Regions from separate parts of the Neogale vison genome. Here regions 1 and 2 are each linked to region 3. A link is a contact called in public Hi-C data. All regions are on one chromosome and are shown on one strand. The core of a region is the stretch at or near the end of the contact, and the rest is flanking DNA. Distances in the headings are between cores, read along the strand shown.

Region 1 (3,611 bases), core at 561-3,060, 140 kb after region 3:
TTCCTGGCCACCTGCTCCTTCTCGAAGGGAGAATCCACTCACCCTCCCCATCAGGGAGGCTTTGCGAGTTTGACTCAGTTTCTCCTTGCTCCCCAAAGATGAGAAAGGAATATGGGGCCCAAGATGCGGAGAGTGGGCCAGACTGAGAATGGTGACCCACAGAAGTCAGTCCGTTACCATGCCACGGTCACCCACATAACTGGGAAAGGGGCACAGCTGAATGGAGACGAGCCCCTGAGGCCTCTCCCAGAAGCATGCCACGCACAAGACCCTGAGCTCATGGCCTCCAGTGATTCTGCAGTGGGAGACCCAAGAACTGCCCTCTAGTCACCAGAGAAACCCGAATGTGGAGCAGGACACCCAAGCCAGCAGAGGGCCAAAGGGCAAGCAGGCAGCTGGAGGAGGCTCCAGCAACACAAGGGCCTGGCCAGGAGGACGGGGCCCAGCTTGCCCAGCCTGCCCTCTGGAGCAGCCAACCAGCCCGAAAGGCCCTCCAGGCAGAGTGGGGCCTGCCCATTCCCCGCCAGGGACAGCGTGGGGGGCAGCAAAGCACCTCTGACCGTCCTGGCCCTGGCCCCACTGCCAGCCCTGCCACTAACCCGAGCACATCCCGGCAAAGGCTCATGGTCCCCAGCACTAACTTGGGAACACACCCCGGCAGACTTCACTTCCAGGCTCACTGTGAGGTGCAAGGGCAGCCTGGTCTAGCCCTGCCCTCCAAGCAGAAAGCCCCAAGGAGAGTCCCGCCCAGTTCCCTTCGACAGCCCGTCACACCATCTCAGCTCTGCCTGCCTTGCTTTCACTTAACGCCCAACCACCTCATCACAGCTCAGACCGTGGCTGTGGGACACCCAGGAAGTCCCTGCACAGGGTCATGACTGGCCGCCCGATCCTGAGCACCTGCTCCAGGTCAAGAATCCAGAAATTTGCCCTGGATTCCTTCATCCTCGGTCATGAGTTCTGGGCGGCACCAGCCACCGGTACGGCCGACGGACGAGCATCCATGAGAAGCCACATCCCACCCAGAAGGGGGCTTCTGTCCCCAACCTCCAATTTCAGGTCAAGCTTCTGCACAAAGGGTTGGAAGGCCTGGGAATCTTTCTCGGTTCCCAAAGCCTCACAATGGAGATGGTGCCAAGAGGAGGCCGGAGCCTGACGGCACGGCTCCAACTGGCCTCCCTGGGCTCCAGTCCCTGCTGGCCGTCCTCAGACAGCACTTGGGGCTCCTGCAGCCTTTCCGGGCCTCTTCCCTCCAGGTAGCCAGAGCCAAGCTCCTTAAATAGCCCCTGAGGCCCCCAACTTACTCTCAGTGGCAGGGAAGGGGTTGGGGGGGCAAGGACGAGATAAGGTTCCTCACCCAGGACGCTGGCCCCCCAGAGCTGAGACTCCGGAGCTGTGTGCCCGGGAGGGACTGGTGGGAACCCCCCGTCAGCACCAAGTGCTGTCTGGGAGCCCAGAGGACAGATGCCTGAAGCAGAGGCCGGAGAGCCTAAGGGGCCTGAGTGACCCAGAGTTCAGGGAAAATAAGGAAAACTGAAAAAAAAAACAGAAAAAGAAACCAGGTTGGAAGCAGCAATGAGCACAGGAGAGGAGACCCTGCGCGGGCCAGTGTCCATGCAGGAGGGACGGCCGGACGGGGGGCGAGGAGCAGGGAGGATTCAGGACGGCGGCGGCGCCTGTGACCATTATTTACGGAGGCTTCACTTGATTTTAGTCCCCAAACCTGGGCTCGCGTGGAGACTGAATGTCCCTCACAGCTGCTCCTTCCTGCAATAACAAGACTGACATCACTGTTGTCAGGGAAATGGTGTTTTGATTAAAATCATGTGACAGCTACTTTGTGATTCAATAAACAAATCCTCTGTTAACCCTCACTTGACAGAGGCCTGTCGGCAGCTCGTCATCAGAGGGAAACTGCAGACCGTCCAGGAGGGCGGCCTTGCCACCGGGTGCGGGTGGCTGAGGTGACCAGGGGTCGGCAGGGAGCAAGGGGGCAGCCACACTGCTGCCTGGCAGGTCTCTGGAGCGGGGCGGAGGGGGGCGGGGGAGGTGAGAACACAGACTGCTCGGCAGGCTCCTGGGGCCCAGGCAGGTGCCCTTCAACAGAAGAACAAGCCCTCACCTCAGGGCTGTTCTCTCCTGGACCGAGTGGCAGCCCAAGCCCCAGGATGTCCAGTGGCTCCCGTGGGGCCCCAAGACTGATTGGGGGGGTGTCGGGGGGGGCAGGACAGTTCCAGCCTGTTGTCAGCCCTTCAGGCAGACGGGCAAGTTCGAACCACCGACAGCAAGTGAGGGGTTAAGAATGATTTCTGGTTTGCACTGGATGACTTCCTGGATCACTCACTTGGCTGCCGCCCCTGACACGCAGGGCTCTGCCTGGCAACACTCAATTCCCTTCCATCTCACCCTTGGGGCATTTTCCTTCCGTGACACAAAGGCAGGGAAGGCTCCCGAGTCACAGGGCAAGGGATTGCTCTGGGTTAAAGGATCTGCAGCCTCAGAGGCCTAGCACTACGGGAGACCGCCAAGCAGACAGAAGAGGACTGTGGGGAGGGGGGTTCACAACCACCTGGGTACCAGCACCTCCCACCAGGGTAGAGAACACTGAGGGAGATGCCACCGAGTGACAGGTGTCTGCACTCGGTTAGCAAGCCCAGGGCTTGAGGACTGGCCATTAGGACGTCTGCACTCCTTACAGCCATCCCGGAGCTGCCTGCAGAGCCGAGCAAGTCTGCCATGGACAGGTCGCCTCAGCTGTCCCACGCTCGGGCCAGAGGCGGATGGCGCACTTAGCGACTTGGCTAGTTGACCCTGAATTTGTAGGAAAACACCTCACACCTTTCCTCCCAAGCAAGGCTGTGGTTAGGCCTAAAAATACATAACTCTTAATTCCTGCTCCTTCGGTGGAGGTGTCTTCCCCCAAGGCCACGCTGTGAAACACAAAGGGCTGACAGCTCAGCCTGTCACCCAGCCCTCCCCACGGCGCAGCGCCTGCTGGGACAGACGGTGACAGCCCAGACCTGACAGGCTGGCGGCTCAGGCCTGGGGCTGAGACACTGCAGTCCCGCCAGAAAGGAGGACATTCTCAAATGAAAGACCACAGTTTAGGGCCTGGGCAACAGGAAAAAGTTCTCAAGGCCCCAGTTCACATGAAATGAAGGGAAAGGCATGGAGCTTTAGCAGGCAAGCTTTTCAATGTTCGAAGCTTCACCAAGCAGACCTACTCGAGTAGATAGAAGAATGCCAGTGTCTGCCAAGTCAACGAAATGCAGCCGGACATCCCCACACGACAGCTGAAGGCCTCGGCGCTGCTTTTCTGAATGGAGCGGATGCAACACGGGTCTGAACTGCGCAGAGCCATCATAAAGCAGCCTTTTCCTGTAGATATAGTACTGTACCTCTTATGACTTTCTTAATACGTGTTCTTCTCTCTAGCTGACTCTACTGTAGGAACACAGCACAGGATACACACACCAGATAAAATACGTTCGCCTGCTCATGTCGGTAAGGCCTCTGATCAACAAGCCACCAGTAGTTCAGTTTGGGGGAGTCAGAAGTTCTATGTGGATGTTCAACTGTGTCAGGGCAGGAGGGCGGCCAATGCCCCTCAC
Region 2 (3,924 bases), core at 545-3,044, 170 kb after region 3:
ACATCAGGCTCTCTGCTCAGCGGGGAGCCTGCTTCCCCCCCCCCCTCTCTCTGCCTGCCTCTCTGCCTACTTGTGACACCTCCCCCACCCGTGTCAAATAAATAAAAAATTTTAAAAAATAAAATAAAATAAAAAGATCTACACTAAAAATGCCATAGTGTCCCTATCACTAAACAATGTATAATTTATGCTGGGAAAGTTCTGGAAAAACAGAAGGCAGAATATACTTACCAGCAAACAGTGGGCAAAGTCAGGACCTCCCACCAGGCCAGTGAAATTTCCCAGTTGCTCAGCAAGAGCTAATAGTACCTCATCCTCATCATAAATTGTATCTGGAAATGACAATAACCCAGTACTCATCAACAAGGATAGCTGTCCAGAATGGGATACTCACACAAAAGTAGAAATAGACTCAATATTTAACTAGATAGTCCTGTCACAGTCCTAACAGCATTCTGGACCTGTTCCACAATGAATTAGAAATTGACAATCCCGTATCAATTACCTCCCTTCCCATTAGCTAAATAGTTAATGTTTTAATAATCTGGCCATAAGATATGCCTTGTCTTGCTTCTTTTGTACAGAAAGCATCAGGCTCAGTTTAGTATTTAACAGCATTGGTAACAAATACTAAAAAAGAGTAAGTTTTGAAAGCCACTGGGAAATGGCAATGGCTATGCCTTTCTTTAAACCAGAAAGTCACAAACCTGTAAGGAATGGCAGCAGTTCCGTTCGCGTCCTTTCTACTCCAAGTGCTAGAGCAATTGTTGATAACTTCTTAATACTGTTGAGACGGAGCTTCAAAAATAAATAAATAAATAAATAAATAAATAAAGGTGCAAAGAGTGAAGTAGACAACTGTGATTTAGACCAAAAGATGAAAGTTGCAAACAGGTAGGATAATGACATACAGTAACGAGGAGGAGAGGAGGAAAACCTTCATTTTAGATCTTACTCTATGAGGAACCTTGGGAGCAGTGGGAACACAGCTCCGTTTTAGCCAAAGGAAGCCTTCTTAAGAGCAACAATCAAAGGGCCCATCAGAAGAAGGAAAAAGCATACCACATCCGGGAAGTGAGACAATTTCAACATGAGAACACTCTGGCATCGGTGAAGCTGGTGAAATGGTTGAACACAACCCCCGGCTTTCCAAAGAAAAAAGTTACACCAGAGCTGACACACCGACTCTTCTAGGTTATTAAGCCGCCCCACTCTCTTTGTGCCCAACAAGCCAGGCCGGTTTCCAAGCCGAGAGGAAGGCTCTCACCCACCTGCTGCTCACAGGGCCCCTCCGGCATCTCTGCAGCCCACTCCAGCCTCCGGGGGCCCGCGCCACCCTCCTCCCAGCGCAGGACCCAACGCGCGTTACCTCCCAGCACCACCCGGAAGGGGCGCCCCGGCGGGAAGCCGGTGCTCTCACAACCGCCAGGACCGGGTGGGACGCCTCAGACGCTGGGAGGAGGGGTGCGGCAGAGGCCCCGGGGAAGGTCTGTTCGAGCCAGCGCTGCCCCTCATGGGTCTCTATCCTCCTCCCCATCAAATTTCTGCTCTAAGTCAGCCTCTTCAAGGGCCCCCCAGCCTTCCCCACCGCGGAGCCGGCCTTCCTTCTTCCCCACCACACGCCCAACCAGGCCCACCTCCACGCCCGGCCCGATTTTAGTACCTGCACGTCCTCGTTGCGGAGCTCGTCAATTAAAACCGCAATCGGGTACAGCGAATCGTCTCCATCTCCTCCCGCTGCCCCCGGGCCGGTCCCGGGCCCCGCTGCGCCCGCCATGTTCTTTCTCCTCCGGCTCCTCGCCGACACCGCCCGCCCCGCGCCCAGGCCCCGCCCCGCGCCCAGGCCCCGCCCCGCGCCCAGGCCCCGCCCCGCGCCCAGGCCCCGCCCCGCGCCCAGGCCCCGCCCCGCGCCCAGGCCCCGCCCCGCGCCCAGGCCCCGCCCCGCGCCCAGGCCGTCGGAACTAAGGCCCAAGCTCCCACTCTGCGGAGGCGGGGGTGCAGAGTCTCGGCCAGGGTGATGGAGGTACCCGCCCGGACCCCGTTGCGCGAGGTGTACGTTTAAACTCCAGAAGGGTGGGCTGAGAAAGCGCATGGAGCCCCCGCATCCTTTACGCAGCCAAAAGAAACAGGGGCAGGAATTCACTTTGCTCATGGTGGACTGAAGGGGTCAGGGAACCTACCTGAGTGACGCGAGCTCTGCTCCTAGGACTCGGGCACACCAAAGAGGATGCCCAAGGCCAGAAGGAAAACAGATTTAGCGCCTCCCCTGACTTCATCCTGGCTCTGAGCCACCGGGTCTCCAGCCCTAATTTCCCCCGCTAGCCTCAAGCTTCCACAGAACCCCTCCACCTCTTCCTCTGGCCTGTGAGCCAGAATTGTATCTGGCTCCTGCTCCGTAAGACAAATAACGCGGGCGGTGAGAGAAAATGAACACTGCTGTCCAAACTCCCCAGTCAATATTTTTTCCGCTTTTTCCATGCAAGCTGTTAAAAACATGCTGCTCTCTTGTTTTTGTGTTTCTTTTCAGTTTGGTACTGGAATGGTGCCTTCTGTTGTTTTTTCTTCCTCCCTCTTTTAGGTCTTTAGCATGCTAGAAGTACAACAATCAAGCAAAACTAGGACAAGCTTTAATCCTTCCAAAGTGGGTGGAGTGGCTACTTTGCTTGTACAAGAAAGGCTAAACTGGCCTCCCTAGAACTCCCAGAGTCCTCAAAGGCACCAGGAGAAGGATGTGAGGGTACTGGAGTTTCTTACAAAACTTAAAGTTTTCCTTTACCCTTCTGAGGGCAGCACAGAAACACCCCCTCTTTTTTGTTCATTTTGGACTATAATTTAAGCAGCTTAGAGTGATAAACTACATATGGTTAACATAAGCTCGGAAATGGTAATGGCAGGTCTGATGAATGAAAACATAAAATTATCAATGAACACAATTTGGGAGACTTTTTTTTTTTTTTTTAAACACCGCGTTCCTCAGAGTAAACAAGGTAGATAGAGACTTTGATAGGAGTGATAGTTTGGGAACCAATGGACTTGAACAGTAGCTCTCAAATTAAGTTTGTGGATGTATTCTGTAGGGCTTCCATTTGGTTTTCATTTTGGTTATAATTTTTAGATTTATATAAGCATATCCTGGACTATTTGGCTGACCACTTTATAACCAGTATTGCAGCCCTATTTCAAAACTTAGGTTCGCATGTGTGTTCCACTGTTACTTTTACACCCTTCTAGGATAATGAGAAAAGAACAGAGGTGGATTTAAAATGAAAATGGTGTTTTCATGCCCAAAATGAAAGCCAAATGACACCATGGAAATGTACTGTGGCAGCATTTCCAACAGAGGAGTAGTGAGAAAACAGGTGTTACAGGTCACTTGGTGGCACAGGCACATTTGCCTCAAAAGAAACTGAGTGTTCACGGGCAACACCTGAGTCACAATACATGGGATAATTCCGTCTCCTGTGTATCTGATTTGTAGATCTGTTTTGGGCTTTTAGTGTATAAGAACTATAAAAGAACATTATATTCCTGCTTAAAGTTTTCAAGTTTAAGGAACATTGTAATAAAAATCATTTAAGTTGGGGGCGCCTGGGTGGCTCAGCCGGTTGAGTGTCTGCCTTCTGCTCAGGTCATGATCCCAGGGTCCTGGGATCGAGCCTTGAGTCAGGCTCCCCACTCGTTAGGGGGACTGCTTCTCCCTCTCCTTCCTGCTCATGCTCTCTCTAATTAGCACACTGATTAAACCTGAGCTATTTTGTTTAAAACTCAGATATGCTTTCCTTACCCAAGCACAATGAATTGGATACCTAAGAAATAACTATGATTAAATATGAAATTACAAAGCTGAAAAAAATAGGTGCCAAAAAATTGCCTGGTTTAGAGTCATCAATTCGAGACTTCAATTCCCACCTCTGTCTCTGACTC
Region 3 (3,562 bases), core at 1,010-3,509:
AAAACCATTTGAGAATAAATTACACGTATCAAAAACATCCATCCCTAAATACTTCCATGTGTATCTCTTAATATTCATACGCTTTTTCATAACCACCATTCTAGAATTCAAGAGGCTTAACATTTAAATAAAAATAAAATATTCATCTAATACACAATCCATATTCAAATTTCAACAATTGCCCTGAAAAAATTCCTTTACAGCACTTTTCTCCCAACCCAGAATGACATGTTGCCTTTAGTGACATGTCTCTTTAATCCCTTAAATAGATAACAGGTTTTCCGCTTTTTCTTTATCATTCGTGATACTGACCTTTTTTTAAAAAGACGAGAGGACGGTGGATGAATAGGATATTTCTCAATTTGCATTTTTCTGATTGTTCTTTGTGATTAGATTCAGAATATGGATTTTTTGACTGGGATACTACTTAAGGGGTATTGTATGCTTCTCAGTATCTCCCATCAGAAGGCACTTTGTGTCATTTTATCCCATAACCGATGACATTAACTTTGATCATTTGGTTTGGGTGGTGTCTGTCAGAATTCTTTACTGTAAAGGGGCCATTTTGATCACTTTGTAATGAATAAGAAATCTGAGGCTTCTGTGAGAGTAAATATCGTGTGTCAGTGATTTTAACATCTATTTTATGATTTTGCAATCTATTGATAGATAATTCCCTACCTGAATCGATTACTACCATAATGTTTGCAAAATGGTGATTTCTTAATTTCACCATTTCCTCTAGTGTCTTAGTTGTCAAGAAGAGGAGTTATTTCTCCTTTCTGGCCTTTATATTTATTTATATATTTAACTTAATTTTTAAAAGATTTTATTCATTTATCCGATAGACAGAGATCACAAGTAGGCAGAGCAGCAGGCAGACAGAGGGGGAAGCAGGCTCCCTGCTGAGCAGAGAGCTTTACGCTGGTGGATCCCAGGACCCTGAGATCATGACCCAGCCAAAGGCAGAGGCCCAACCCACTGAGCCACACAGGCGCCCCTATTTATTTAACATTTTAAGAATAAATATGCACTTGTGTATTCTTTTTTGAAATTCACTGTGTTATAGTCCATTCTAATCACTATTCATTGGTGATGTTCCAATTGTCCCAGTTTTGATAACGGGAGGTAGCTTCAAGCTGGCTTCTGTTGGTTTTGACATGTGCTCCATCACTCTGAAAATCTTGCTTTCCAGCACAAGATCTTCATGGGCATTTTGTACTTTCCCTCTTTCTGTCTTTGAATCATTCTTTTCTCCAGAGTCTGGTTCCTTTTAATAGAGACTGGCATTTAGAAAGCAAGATGTGGAGGCATATAATATATTTCAAAATATGAAATAACGCTGTTCCTGTTTCCTTGGGCCACCACATAGAATACTTATGTGTGGTCATTTGCAGTCCTGACTCTACCCTTACCATCATGACCCTGGCAATTCCCTTCTTTCCTTGGGGTTTGATTCATCATCTGAAAAGAAACTGGATTAGGTAAGTATTTAACCTTTTCAGGGTCACCAACGCGTTTGTGAACCTGATAAAAGATACAGCCCCATCTCCCCAGAGGCCATCTCAAAGAGGGAAAAATTCGCATTGTAGAGGGGAGGTTGAGGCTTTGAAGCCTCTGTGAGGCTCCAGATCCCTGGATTAGTGATCTCCGGTGTCTCTTCAAGCGCTGACGTTCTGGGAGTCTCTAAGCGACCCGTGCTGCTATCAGAAGATTCCTGAGACATCAAAATGTGGAAGGATTTATATAGAAACCAATGAGAAAGGGATACGAAGGAAGGAGTCGGTGAGCGATGCGTTGCTCAACCCCAGCTCTTGGCCGGTGCCGAATTCTCCGGCGCACCGCAGGCACAGGTGAGCGGTTTGGCGGGAAGGCCCTCAGGTAGGCGGAGACCGCCCGGACGAGGGAAGGAGACGGCCAGGTCGCTGCACCCCTCCGTTCCGCCCACCAGGGCTCGCTCTGGCCCTTCGGCTAGGGTGGCCGAGGAACAGGGCGGGCCGGGGGGTGACCCCGCCCCTGGCAGCTGCGAGGCGGCGGCGAACCCGGGGTGCCGGAGTCCGGAAAGAACGCGCCGTCCAGGCCCCTCCCGTCTTCCCTCGCTCCCTCCCTCCCAGCCGCCGACGTCGGCGGTGCTCCGGTCGCCATGGTGACCAATCGCGGCCCGGTCCCGCCCCCGCCTCCTTGCCCCGGCCCCCTGACGTCGGCGCACGTCAGCGGCGGCGCGCTCCTGGCTGGGCCCAGCCGAGCGGGAGGGACCGAGCGGAGGAGCGAGCCGAGCGGCGTCGCCGGAGCCCAGCAGCGCCGCTGGCCCGCCAGCCCGCGCTCCAGTCCGCCGAGTCTGGCAGCGGGGCCCAGCATGGTCATGGCGGATGGCCCGAAGCACTTGCAGCGCGGGCCGGTCCGGGTGGGGTTCTACGACATCGAGGGCACGCTGGGCAAGGGTAACTTCGCCGTGGTGAAGCTGGGGCGGCACCGGATCACCAAGACGGAGGTGCGGCCCGGGGCTCGGCGGGAGCGTCCGGGGCTAGGGTCCGGGAGAGAGGAGCTGTTGGCCGGGAGGGGCGGCTGCACAGCGGGGTTGGGGGGTTGGGTTGCTGGGTCTAGCGAAGAGGCTGGGTCTCTGGCTAAGGCGAGGGGCCTGGGACTGTGAGGACCCGGGAGCTGCAGGGGGGTCGGTGAGCGCCGAAGGGCTCGGGGCCCGGTCATCTGGACCCGAGTGTCGTCCAGTTGGAAACCCGACCGGCCGGGGCTTTGCCTTCTCTACGCCACCCCCGGTGGCCACACGGAATTTCTCCCAGAGCCTCCCACCCGGGCTGTGACCTGATCTGTGGCCTCCGCTCCGGAGCCCAAGTTCCGCGTCTTCCCAGCTTTCAGCTGGGGGTGGGGTGGGAGGGGTGGGAGGGGAAGTCTGGGTGCTCCCGGGCCGCGCGAGGAGGGACGTCGCCAGCCCCGGGGAGGGGGCCGCCTGCGCTCGGACTTCGGGACGGGGCATCGCGCGGCCCCCGCGATCGCTGCGCCCCTCCCTGGCCCCTCGGGGAAGGGGCCCCGCGGCCGGGAATGCCCGGACGGCCATTGTCCATCGTCTGTGTCTCCTTTTGCCCGACAGCGTCTCTTGATTTGGTGTCAGGCTAGCTTGATCTCGTGCCTGAGGCATTTCCATCTAACTCTCCAGACAATAGAAAGGGTTAAAATGGTCATCTCTGCGCTTGCACGGTTGGTGGCTCGGTCTCGCTTCGCTCAGGTGGTCCCCTGACCAGGTGTGCGTTCTGGCGGCGAATGCGCGTTTCTGAAGCCACATCTGATTCGGCTTCTCTACTCCAAAAGCCCTCCACTGCTTCCTGGCGGTGAATCCAGCATCCCCCACTCCACTGCACATTCTGATGCACCGTACATATTTTCTCCCAAGTCTCTCTTCTTACCTAACCCGCCCCCCTTCCTTTCACTGCCTCAAGCTGCTCTCCTCAGGGTCTCTATTTTAAGACGTGCAAATTAAATACTTCAGAAAAAAATCAGTAGAAACAAAACTATTCTTTGGAATAAAACCTTGTGTTTTTGACGTACT

The links. Hi-C and Micro-C count contacts between places; a contact is called where the count stands out from the background.
Region 1: a contact with region 3 is called in a Hi-C map of fibroblasts, with 6 times the contacts expected there. The contact joins the enhancer-like site here to the promoter of SIK2 in region 3. A contact is called at or near these places in 2 of 3 Hi-C or Micro-C datasets (fibroblasts and muscle).
Region 2: a contact with region 3 is called in a Hi-C map of muscle, with 7 times the contacts expected there. The contact joins the promoter of PPP2R1B here to the promoter of SIK2 in region 3. A contact is called at or near these places in 2 of 3 Hi-C or Micro-C datasets (fibroblasts and muscle).

What each region holds. Positions count from the first base shown.
Region 1 is chr7:102,291,256-102,294,866 of ASM_NN_V1, forward strand. The region is part of intron 15 of PPP2R1B (serine/threonine-protein phosphatase 2A 65 kDa regulatory subunit A beta isoform); the gene reads right to left. Among named protein-coding and RNA genes, the nearest start is that of PPP2R1B, 28 kb to the right of the region's middle. Within about 2 kb of position 1,811, the one cell type or tissue checked has open chromatin away from gene starts, as enhancers often do. A contact at or near this core is called in fibroblasts, where this site is marked.
Region 2 is chr7:102,319,468-102,323,391 of ASM_NN_V1, forward strand. It overlaps PPP2R1B (serine/threonine-protein phosphatase 2A 65 kDa regulatory subunit A beta isoform), which reads right to left and starts at 1,795. Exons shown (of 17, transcript XM_044257793.1): 1 at 1,664-1,795; 2 at 708-798; 3 at 232-332. The coding sequence starts at 1,777.
Region 3 is chr7:102,152,367-102,155,928 of ASM_NN_V1, forward strand. SIK2 (serine/threonine-protein kinase SIK2) reads left to right here and starts at 2,260. Exons shown (of 15, transcript XM_044257790.1): 1 at 2,260-2,491. The coding sequence starts at 2,357.